Regions from separate parts of the Mus musculus genome. Here regions 2 and 3 are each linked to region 1. A link is a contact called in public Hi-C data. All regions are on one chromosome and are shown on one strand. Each heading gives the region's core, a stretch centred on a gene start, on an enhancer-like site or on the middle of the called end of the contact. The rest is flanking DNA. Distances are from core to core; before and after follow the strand shown. Region 1 has its middle 140 kb from the start of Gm23529. Region 2 overlaps Hdac9 (histone deacetylase 9). Region 3 overlaps Hdac9 (histone deacetylase 9).

Region 1 (3,692 bases), core at 643-3,142:
GCAGTAAGCAAGATTTCTGGTCGTATGGTAGTTCGGTTACGAGTTCCAGGAGGAACACAGTATGGTCTTCCATAATGGATATTCTAATTTACATTTCTCTCAACGCCACACAAAGACTCCCCTTTCTCCATGTCTTCATTAACACCCATCTAGTGTTCAGATCCTAGATGGCTTAGCAGGCAGGGGTAACCCCTCAGTGTGGTTTTGATCTTCATTTCCTTGATGATTAATGACATGGAGCAGGCTTCATGCATTCGCTAATTTGTTTCTCCTCCTTGGAAGAATGAGAGTCTTTTGTCATTTTAAAAACCAGGCTGTTTGTTTATCACATTACTGAGTTGGGTGAATTTCTGAAATATTTTGGCTTTGAATTTTTTGTCACATACATGGTATATAGGGAATTTTTTCTAGTCCATAGATTGTCTCTTCTGATTTCTAAGCTTTATCATGCAGATTCTTAGATCACTTCAAGCCGTTGGCAGAAACAGCCTATTCTTGTAGCAAAGTGGAGCACTTTTCACAAGTTTGTATTGCAGAGAGGGATTCTAATTAAAAAAAAAAAAAAACCCTCTGTGGCTGCATGTGGACTTTTTAGGATAAAATAGGTTCCTGGAGGACTTAGCTACATCTGTGTTGACCTTGGTAATTGAATCCTTGCTGCTGAGTAATACCCAATGCCCCACGGTGTTGCACTAATTCAGGATCTGCTCAATTAAAAGGACTTTCTTTAATTCCCCGAATAAGCACTTGCAGAATCATGGAGGAGAAACCTAGAAAGTGATGAGATTGATGTGTGGCTGACCCCTCAAAATCCAGCAAAAACATTCAAGTCACCTGCTCTCTGCACTCTTTTACTTTTTTCAGACTGAGGAAGAACAAGGTGTCCAGAAATCTGAGAGACTTTTCCAAAGACCTCTGAAGCTGTGATCGCTAAGGAAGGGGGATGCGTTATTAAAAAACCACAACCGAAGCAATGATTTTTTTTTCCCCTATTCAGAAACAGTACTGAGTTTGCCAGCAGCTAGGCGGGACAGCTTTTTAGGCAAGGCCAGGACTCTCTAAGAACAATCTTTGTTTCTAAACAGAAAGGATTTTGTCTTCTCGAGGCAGGAAACCCAATGCAGAGCTTATGCAGAGATATATTTTCCACCATGTGGCCTGGACAATAAACACGGGTCTTTTGATCTGTGTAGCAATACTGGTGGAGCTGGAGTTCTGAGAGCAGAGAAATGGGAAACAAATCTGCCAGAGGTGAGTCTGTGCCCTGGGGTTCTTTTGCATGGCTAAAGTTCACCAAGGAAAGCCAGGGAGATTTCAAATAAACATGTCTAAAGGGGTCGTAAAAATCTCAACCAGCCTGATAGCTTAAATCCCTAATGTCAAAACACAGAAACGCATGGCCAGCGTCACATGAAACTTCTTTGCCCTCAGGTTTATAAATTAAATCTGCTTCAGACTCCTATTTTTTACAAGGATACGGGTCTAAGTGCCCCTCCTCCCCGCCAGCATCTTCTTCCTGCTCAGAATAACAGCTGATTTATCTTCCTCTTAATGCAGGGGGAGTCATTTTGTGACAAAACAACAAAAGAGAGATACTAACGGCGAATCATTTCTAATTTTCATTAGGTCATAGCTATGTGCCGTTGTCACAATACCCGCCATGGCCTTTCAACCCGCTGCTTTAAAAATCTTATCCTAAAAAAATCTCTACAATCCATTATTGTACGCGCTGCCTTCATTTTCACATCAAAATGCCACGGGGAACAGGGCCGGCTTGAGCTGTGTTGAAACAGAACACGTTATTAGGAAACGTGAGTGGGCTGAAGTGGGGCTCCCCGTGGAGCTGGCTTGGCAGAGTTCGAGTGCCCGGCTCAACCTAATATTAGAATTGAGTCATCAGTTTACCCACACAGCAGGGCCTGCACTTTGTACGGCTCCTTCTGAGCACCTCCGCTCCTGACCAAAGCGTCCAGTTTAGGGTCTATAATTAATAACGGAGCGAAAGGAATCCCTCATTTATTTTGAGAAGCGTTTCATTATTCATAAATTCCTCAGTTACTGTTTGATAAATAATAAGACACAAATAAACTCTACCCTATAGAAAGGTGGGTTGTGTGTTCAGTGTGATTTATCTCCAGGAGTGGCCAGAGGCATTCAGGGGAAAAAAAAAAGTAAGCTTGCTCTTTTTCATCCAATAAGAGAAATGTGACTGTCAGAACTTTCATGGGCTACTGCCCCTGCGTTAAAAGGTTGTTTCAAAGATAAAATTCAGTAACTGTTGTGCATCCATATAGAGTACGTTTGACTCATTGTGACCTTTTAATGGTGCAGATTTTATTAAACATCAGGGTCAAAATACGCTAAAGATTCCTTCCTTGCTTTAAGCACTAACAGACAAGTGCAATTTATTTTTATTTTAGTTCACACACTAAATCTAAGAGATACAGGCACCATTTTAAAAGGAAACTCAAAACCAGTAAATAAGATTTTCATTACAGCTTCAGAATGCCCTGGGGATACAACATCAAACAGTCGGGTCCATACTAGAGCACTCTTCTCAAGAGGATATAGCTCCTTATTTAATAATGGGGGTGAGGGTGAGAGAGGGGGCGGTTCAGCAGTTAAAAGCATGCGCTGACTATTCTTGCAGAGGAACTGAGTTCAGCTCCAGGAACACCGAACAGCTTCCAGCCACCTATAACTCCAGCTGCAGGAATCCACAGACTCTGGCCTCTTCTGTCACCTGTGCTCACTGGTGCACACTTACTCGCATAGATAACTTGCACTTTCTATTATTCTTTGTTTTGTTTTTGTTTTTCCTAATTTTATATTACTTTGTTTTTTTCTAAACAATTAACCATCAAATAATTTTCAGTTTACAATTAATTTCCTGTTTTATTTTTCTTACTGCTCTCAGCTACTCTAGTGTTTCTGTTTGTTGTACTCTCTGAATTGTTTTACCTTTTTTTTTTTTTAATTTAGATGCATGCTTAATTTTCACCTATTTGTTCCCCCCTTAGAAGGATTGAGAGTAAGAACTGCGACAGAAGGCTTTCCAATAGTTTTTATTCCTCGGATACAGCACGTACTAATTTCCTGTGAACTCTGGCACGCTCCTCAACTTATTTTCTGTTTTTCAGTGAAACTGCAAGGGAGTGACTTTTTTTTTTTTTTTTTTTTTTTTTTTTTTTTGGTTTTTCGAGACAGGGTTTCTCTGTATAGCCCTGGCTGTCCTAGAACAGAACTCACTTTGTAGATCAGGCTGGCCTCGAACTCAGAAATCTGCTTGCCTCTGCCTCCCGATTGCTGGGATTAAAGGCATGTGCCACCACACCCAGCCGAGAGTGACTTTTAAAACCACTCTGAAATCACCGAGGGCAGCCTGCTTCCCACAGTTCCACTTTACTCATTTAATGTAAATGAAATGGGGCTCCAAATGCAACCTTCTTAGAATTTGCTATTTCAGGTTTCCAATCTTCTTCACGTTGTCCTTGTGCATTCCTTATTCAAATTTTATTGTAGATTTTTATTCGCTTATCGCTTTTAATTGCATCTTCTTTGCATCGAGTGTTTAGTCGGGTTTGAATATTGACATTTCAATACCTTTTACAGGTTTTGATGTATTGTTTATGATCCTAAATATAATAAAAACGATTCTCCACGAGTAGAAACAAGGATACACACTAATACAG
Region 2 (3,692 bases), core at 739-3,238, 750 kb after region 1:
GGGACCTCACTCACAGCAATGCTCCTGCTTCAGTCTACCAAGTGTTAGTAGGACTTCAGGCATGAGCCTCCATACCCAGCTTCATTCATTGTTTTGGCTGCAGTTAAAGTTCAGGTGAGGATATGTTCAGGCTACAGTTATAAGTCACTCATTCCATCTAGGTTTTGAATGCCAAAGAACAAAGACCTGACCCATCTGCATCTCTAAACTTGGTGCATTCTACACATCAGCACTAGGATGAAAGAAGCAGAGAGACTGTCACAAACTGCTCACTCTTTTGTAGCTCCCAAGTCCTCACTGCTGAAAAGTGTCACTACATCCTGCCAACAGACTGCTTTTACTCTTTCCAATCAATCTACAAAGATGTCGAACAAATATGTACTATGCCAGCCAACAAAGGCTTTGGAAAAATGGCACAGCAGAAAAAATTAGGGAAATACAAGATGTAATTCAAAGTCTGTATTTGCGTTCAACATCTAATGCCCCAAACCCAGAGCATTCCTGTACAAACACATCCCAAAAAATCCCTCTATCTAGATATAAGCCAGAGCATCCCAGTATAAAGACACATCCCAGAGCATCCCTGTATAGAGACACATCCCAGAGCATCCCTGTATACACATAACATGTTTTTCATCTAACTTGACTGTTAGATTCATGCACACCTACAAATGCATTGCACCTGGTATCATCATTTTTTTTCCTACATCAATGAACCTTATTTAGTTTCAGGACTGAGTTTCTTACAGTCACCTTGTTCTACAGATACAGGGCCAAGAAGTCTCAAGTTGTGTGACTTCTTTGACTTAGAATAAATATGAAGCAGCACTTAGGTTGCTAATTATACATATTAATCTTTCCACTAATAACAATCTAAAGTTAGAAGAAGAAGAAGAAGAAGAAGAAGAAGAAGAAGAAGAAGAAGAAGAAGAAGAAGAAGAAGAAGAAGCAAGAAAATTTAAAACTATTTTAATAGATTTGCTTCATTGCTTATTCAAGTGAGAGTAAATGAGACATAGTCAGGGATGAATATCCAAAAATATTTTCCTTTTGTAATACTTCTAAATCACTAAGAAATTCTCTCAAGCATTTGCCCTCTTTGAAGATAAGATTCCATTTGCATAGAGCAGAGGGCCTCTTCAATGTAACATTCATTATCTTGACTCCAAAGTGACTTATGTCAAGATCAAGGAAACCAATCAGGGCAGATACACTCCAGGACACCTTAGAAGCATAAATCAGCCCATCCTCTCACTCTGGACAGTCTTGACCCACCAATGGGATTTGTGAGTCTCTGTTCTGAAACAGGAGGCCAAGTTCCATCATTGTGGCAGCAACTCTCTTCCCTTAGAAGTCCCTCATTGTTGTAAGTAAATAGGATATCCAGAATCAGTTATCTCATGGGCTAATGAAGGTTGGAGATAAACCATTTTGTGACCATTTCATGCCCTCTGAACATTCCCAGGATACTAGCCCTACTGAGTCATTTATCTCATTATGTTAAGAGAGAAAATTAACCCTGAAGAAAATGAGATAGCCCCTTGGGTGTAGGCTAAATGTGGTGTGGGTTTTCTTGTGAGAACAGAGAGACAAAGGAAGGGGTGAAAAGCATCACATTCATTAAGTCATCTGTGACAGTTAACCCTTCACCTGCCACAGCCATGGTTTACCTCTGCAGTGGCACTCTGGTCTCCAAGTGTTGGCATAGTTTAGTCTTGTCTGCCCAACTCTTTGCATGTTCTACCTGTTAGTCACAGGTGTGGCTGAATTGGAAAAGACATCTTTTGGTCTCTATTTCCACGTGCTTGACTTGCTGCTGTGCTCACTTGCAAAATACAAATGTGAAATCTATAATTTATTACAGCACGAGCAATTCAATCTGTTTTGCTTGGACCTCATGTGTGCAATTGGTTCCCGGCATTCCAGGCTGTTTTGCTTTAGTTGGCTACTAGTTTACAACCCTCAATTTCGTTCCCTAAATCTGGGCTTTAAGCAATTTAACTTTACTTTGATTCTGTTCGTCAAAGTAGTTATGGGTTCGCCTCACTGATGCACAGCAACATATGTACTGTGGTTTGCAAAGTGTCATTTTAAGGCAAACGGCAAGATGCAAATGACTCATTGAGTGAGTCCTTAATTTTACATATACTATTGATTGGTATCAGAGGCTGGGCTACTTCTAAAGCCTATGAACAGAGTATTTTGAATAAAGTCATTAAAGTGTTTTTACAGTGCACATTTCTTGTCATTCTTAAATGTGTCCACAGCACACAGACTGTCTGCTCTGTGAGCATCCCCTGCTGGAAAGTGCCTCAGGGTGTACGGCAGCTGGGCCACAAGCAGGGCGCTCTCTCTCTCTCTCTCTCTCTCTCTCTCTCTCTCTCTCTCTCTCTCTCTCTCTCCTTTCCCCTCTCCCTATCTCCTTTCCTTCCCAGGACAATGAGGTAATTTCACTTTTCTTTTTAAAAGTAAAATATGTACTGGGAAAAAAACTGCAAAGCAGGGAACAGAAATATGCAAATATGCCAAAGGTCCCTGTCCATCTATCCTTGCAACACATGTGTGTCAAAAATGATATCATCTTAACTTATTGTCTGTTTCTTTGTGCTCATTATTAGCTGCTATTTAAAAATATATTAGTGTTTATGTTATGCAAATTTTATCAAGTAAAACTGTAATAGCAAAACCACATTAAATATGTAAAAACAATACAGTATATGATGTCATACAAAAAATCATGTGATAGCAGCTACTGAATATGATTGGTTTTAAATACAGACATATATATAGCTCTAATGTAGGATTCTTTTCCTCCAACAAAGTGTAGAACAACAACAAAAGCATTAATTGTCACTATCCAAACAGTGTACTTTCCCCCTTAGGATAAAATGTAAATAAGGATACCAGGCTGGGGCTGGCCACGTCACCGGCAGCTAAGAGCACTTGTTTATGTAGAGGGTGGAGGTTAGATTCCCAACACTCATAATCATGGTAACCATAACCATCATAACCATCATAACCATCATACCCTCAGTTCTAGGGGACCCAACAAGCAGGTTTGTGATGCACACACATGCATGCACATAAAGTAAAACAAATCTAAAAAATGTAAAGGAAGATAGTAGCCTATCAGTTCTGTATACTCTAAACACCACTGTTTATACATAAAATCAGCAAACAAAATGTAGCCATAGCACACTGAAAATGTATGTATACTAACCAGATGCCCGATAGTCTATGGTAGCCCACACAGTATCTTTTTAAAGAGAGACCGCAAGAAATATCAAACTTATTCTAAGATAAATGGGGTTAGACTCAAGTCTTTTCCCCATAGACCATAAAAAAGAAGAAAATATTGTTTATTCTTCAATTTTGTTACCTAAAAGCTAAAATGTGGTGAAATCAAAGCTTATTACTGATGGTCTAGGTCAGTGTTTAAAAATTGTGTTTCACAAAAGAATCACATTTAAAACAGTTCCTTGTGGTTTTATTTTATTTTATTTCTTTCTACTAAGTCAGACCAGGTATAAGAATTTACTGTATGTACGTGCTGTATGTCTCTACAACAGCGGTTTCCAACCTGTGGGTTGCAACTGCTTTTTTTCCACAGGGGTCTCCCAAGACCACCTAAAACACAGCCATTTACATGATGATTCATAAGAGTAAAAAAATTATAGTTATGTAATAGCAAC
Region 3 (3,692 bases), core at 493-2,992, 680 kb after region 1:
AGTAAAACAAACCTAGCTGTCTTAAATATTTGTGTTGTTTATGTATATTCAGTTATTCATTGACTTATTTATTTTGCTGTGCTGGGTTTAGAACCCAAAATATGTTCATGCTGGGCAAATCCTCTCCCACCAAGCTATCACCCCAACCCTCGGAATGCCATAATTTTACAGAAAGTTTTACACTTTCTAAAGTAGAGAAGGCAAAATACAGCTTGGATGAACTAACTGGGTTGTTTCCTGTGTAGCCAAGATCAAAGCTTACCCAGGGAGACTCCCCAGGGTAGGGCATTTGGGGATCTGACCTCCAAGTTCAAGGGGGTGTGCCCAAGATTTCAGCTTCTACCTCAGGCAGCCACTAGAGTTGAATAGGAGAAAAAAACAACTAAGGTTTATATTCTTTTCTTATTCTGTCTACCATATCCTTAGTGACTAGAAAGGATTATCTTCTATAAAATTATTGCTGCATAACAGACAGGAACTACAACGTGAATACATATATGTCTGTCAGGATGTAATGACTTGAGAAACCTGAATTTCACAGAGAAAGAACATTCTTTCCAAACTGAACTAATAAAGAATCTTATTTTAGGAAAACACACACAAAACCAAGCAATGCATGTGGAATTGAAGCATTTATATTTTAAGTTAGCCCTAAGATGGCTACTTTACCAAAGCATGTAAGTGAGAATGGCTCCTAACTCTGTGTCTGTCTAACGGCATTTGATGAATTTGTATCTAGAGATTTTCAGACCCCCCCCCCAGGACTTGAAATTATCAGCTTCAAATATACTTTTTAAAGAGATAATTGCAGGGAATCCTCCTATTCCTGTCTAGTGCTATCACCCCTAAGAGCATCATTCACCTAGAGTAAGCAGAGCTTAGGGACTATATTGACACAAATGACATGCACCTCAGGGACCAACCCTCCCACTCTCAAGTCACTCAAACATCCGGCAAGTTCACTCAATGGTCGAAGCTCCAAGGAAAACCGAGATGATACCACTCCCATCATAATGTTGTCGTTAGCTTTAAATTCATCAGAGCAGGAAGCATGTTCAGAAAGTGCAATACAGTGCAGGAGCCCTAAGTACTCAGTAAACGCTAACACACACACACACACACACACACACACACACACACACACACACACACAAAGCTTTGGGTTTGGGGGTCTGACATTACTTTCTACTTAGCAGCACATCAAAGGACAAGAGTCATCTGCGATGACGCTGGAAGCCAGAAACGACCTCCAATCAGAAAGCTCCATGTTTAAGCAACATATGGATCTAGTTCGGCTGGAGTTTCCTGAATGAATGTGGGCCTCTGCAGGCTTTCCAAGCACACTGAACAGCGCTCCATCACTGGCCCTGGAAACAAAGCTAATGGCCTGCAAAGCCGCACGTGATAGAGATTAAGCTACCTGTCCTGAGTGGATGTGATGGTATTTAAACCGGAGAGGGAATGACTTAGAGGAAAGGAATTTAGGCACCGTCTCCTTTGTAGAATCTAAATGTGGCCTGTTGATTTCTTTTGGAAATATTTCCGGAGTTAAATATAATACTACTGTGCCCGTTAACAAAAAGGGTTTCCTGTGAGGTGGGCATAAATAATGTGGTACACGATTGCTGCTTCGACACCTTGAACATTTCATCCTGCAACCCGGGTAATGGAACTCCTCTCCTGGCGCTAAGCAGTTCAGAGAGCTTTGCTGTTCTGCCTTGCTGCTAGGGCCATGGGCATGTCTGAATAATTGAGTTTAAGCTTAAATAATGATCAGATGCCCTTTGAAACCCACTGACAGACACCAGACTCAACAAAGAAGCAGAGGTTTTTCATCACAGAAAAGACTTGGGAGGCATGTTATAGAACAGCTAGCTGCAAATGAAATTAAGCATCTTTTAAATCTTTGAATTCTCTCAGGTAGAGTGACTCTTTTAAAACAGTTATCTACTGTGAGTCAAATATATCTGCACAGAGCATTTTGGTTTGGTGACGTAGAAAGTAAATCTATATTTTTAGGTTGTTAGAGTAATTCTACTTGATTAAATATTTAAATACTCTTTTTAAACTTTTGAATAGCTTATTCTGTCTTAAGCTCTATATGTTGAGTGAACTGGCAGCTACAAATCAAATTCATTCTTTCTTTTTTTTTCCTTCCTTTTTAGTTAAAATTATTACTTTGTTTCATTTAATGGATATTTGAGAAGCTTAATATTTTTCTATTCTGAACTCTTCACTCTTAGGGTTAGATTCAGAAACACTAATAGTTTTGTTTCTGGCCATGGAGACAGAAGGGGGGGGGAGTAGAAAGGTCACAGAAAGGAAAATCTAATTTATTGGCAGTTCCAGTGGAGGATAATAAAGTCAAATGTGTCATCCTATAAATAGCTTTGGGCAGCATCTCACAAGTCAGTGGTAATGCTGGTGTGCCTCCTCAGGGCTACACTTTACCCATTTTAACACTGCACGGTGCATGACTAATTGCTGTTGCAAGAGAAGGATCTGAGCTTTAAAGAGATTAGGCAACTTGAACATAAACAGTTAATAAAAGACCTGTGATATTTCCTAAGTCTGACCTGGTCATCATATTGTTGGAATAGTGTCATCCTCTCTGACAATAACCTCCCTAATGTGTCTGTATTTGGAGACAAGGTCTTTGAAAAGTTCCATAAGGTGGGATCCATTATAAGGGTGTATTGCAAGATGACTGACTTTTTTTTTAAAGGAAAAAAGATACTAGACCAGACACATATGAACAATCAGATGGGCAAAGAAGGCACAAGAATACTGCTACCTGAAACACAAAGCAAGAACCTTCGGGAAAAACTAGACCTGCCAACACTCTCATCTTGAATTTCCCACACTATGAACAGATAACTTTCTTTTTAAGCCACTAGTCTCTATTATTTTGTTATGGCAACTTTAGCTAGACTAACAGAAAGGTGAACTTTACACATACTTTATGCCTGTTTGTCCTGTAACATCCTTATTAGTAATATACTATGACACTTTTTATAAATTCCCTAAGCATAGGAGTGTGGTTGACTTGTTGTAATCATCCTATCTTCAGGACTTGACACATACTAGAGGCTTAATCAATTCTCTTAGGACAGTTAGATGATGAATGTAAGCAAAGCAGTCTTATGCTCATACCTTTAAGGTCAGAATTTTAATGCAACTGAAAATCTATAAGGAGATATATATATATATATATATATAATCTCTCCTATTCAGGTCCTGCAATACATCTGTGATTTAGAGAAGAGCTCCTCTCTCTTCTGTAGGTAGTACAGGCCAGGACTTTAACTCTCACTTGACCATGATTTGTGCTTCACTTTGTATGTCATGACACAGGGTCCTTTCACTAAACCACCTCCATCACACAGTACCTACATATCTGGATACTCTATGGACATGCATCTCCCTTGCCTGCTATACAATTACTTTTTCTAGTATCTGTTTTTAAAAGAGACATACTATCTAGAGTATAAGTCAACTAGATCCCTGCTGATGAGCTAGTGGAAGCCTGATATCTGATCTCTGATGATGAAAAATAAATCTATAAAATCTTAATTTCAAATAAGGGCAATGGTAATACCATTTGTGAACTCCAGAGAAGAGAACTGTTCATGTCTCCTTTTGCTTCTTTATCAAAGAATCTAGGCCTAGAGAAGTTAAGTGATGTATTGGCT

The links. Hi-C and Micro-C count contacts between places; a contact is called where the count stands out from the background.
Region 2: a Hi-C map of the N1E-115 cell line shows a contact between it and region 1, with 3 times the contacts expected there. The contact joins two enhancer-like sites.
Region 3: a contact with region 1 is called in a Hi-C map of the N1E-115 cell line, with 3 times the contacts expected there. The contact joins two enhancer-like sites.

The regions. Positions count from the first base shown.
Region 1 is chr12:33,591,324-33,595,015 of GRCm38.p6, forward strand. No RefSeq gene overlaps it. Among named protein-coding and RNA genes, the nearest start is that of Gm23529, 140 kb to the left of the region's middle. Within about 2 kb of position 1,893, at least 24 of the 459 cell types and tissues checked have an H3K27ac peak or open chromatin away from gene starts, as enhancers often do. A contact at or near this core is called in the N1E-115 cell line, where this site is marked.
Region 2 is chr12:34,345,428-34,349,119 of GRCm38.p6, forward strand. All of the region lies in intron 14 of Hdac9 (histone deacetylase 9), which reads right to left. Among named protein-coding and RNA genes, the nearest start is that of Gm51984, 130 kb to the left of the region's middle. Within about 2 kb of position 1,989, at least 4 of the 459 cell types and tissues checked have an H3K27ac peak or open chromatin away from gene starts, as enhancers often do. A contact at or near this core is called in the N1E-115 cell line, where this site is marked.
Region 3 is chr12:34,268,564-34,272,255 of GRCm38.p6, forward strand. All of the region lies in intron 18 of Hdac9 (histone deacetylase 9), which reads right to left. Among named protein-coding and RNA genes, the nearest start is that of Gm51984, 55 kb to the left of the region's middle. Within about 2 kb of position 1,743, at least 20 of the 459 cell types and tissues checked have an H3K27ac peak or open chromatin away from gene starts, as enhancers often do. A contact at or near this core is called in the N1E-115 cell line, where this site is marked.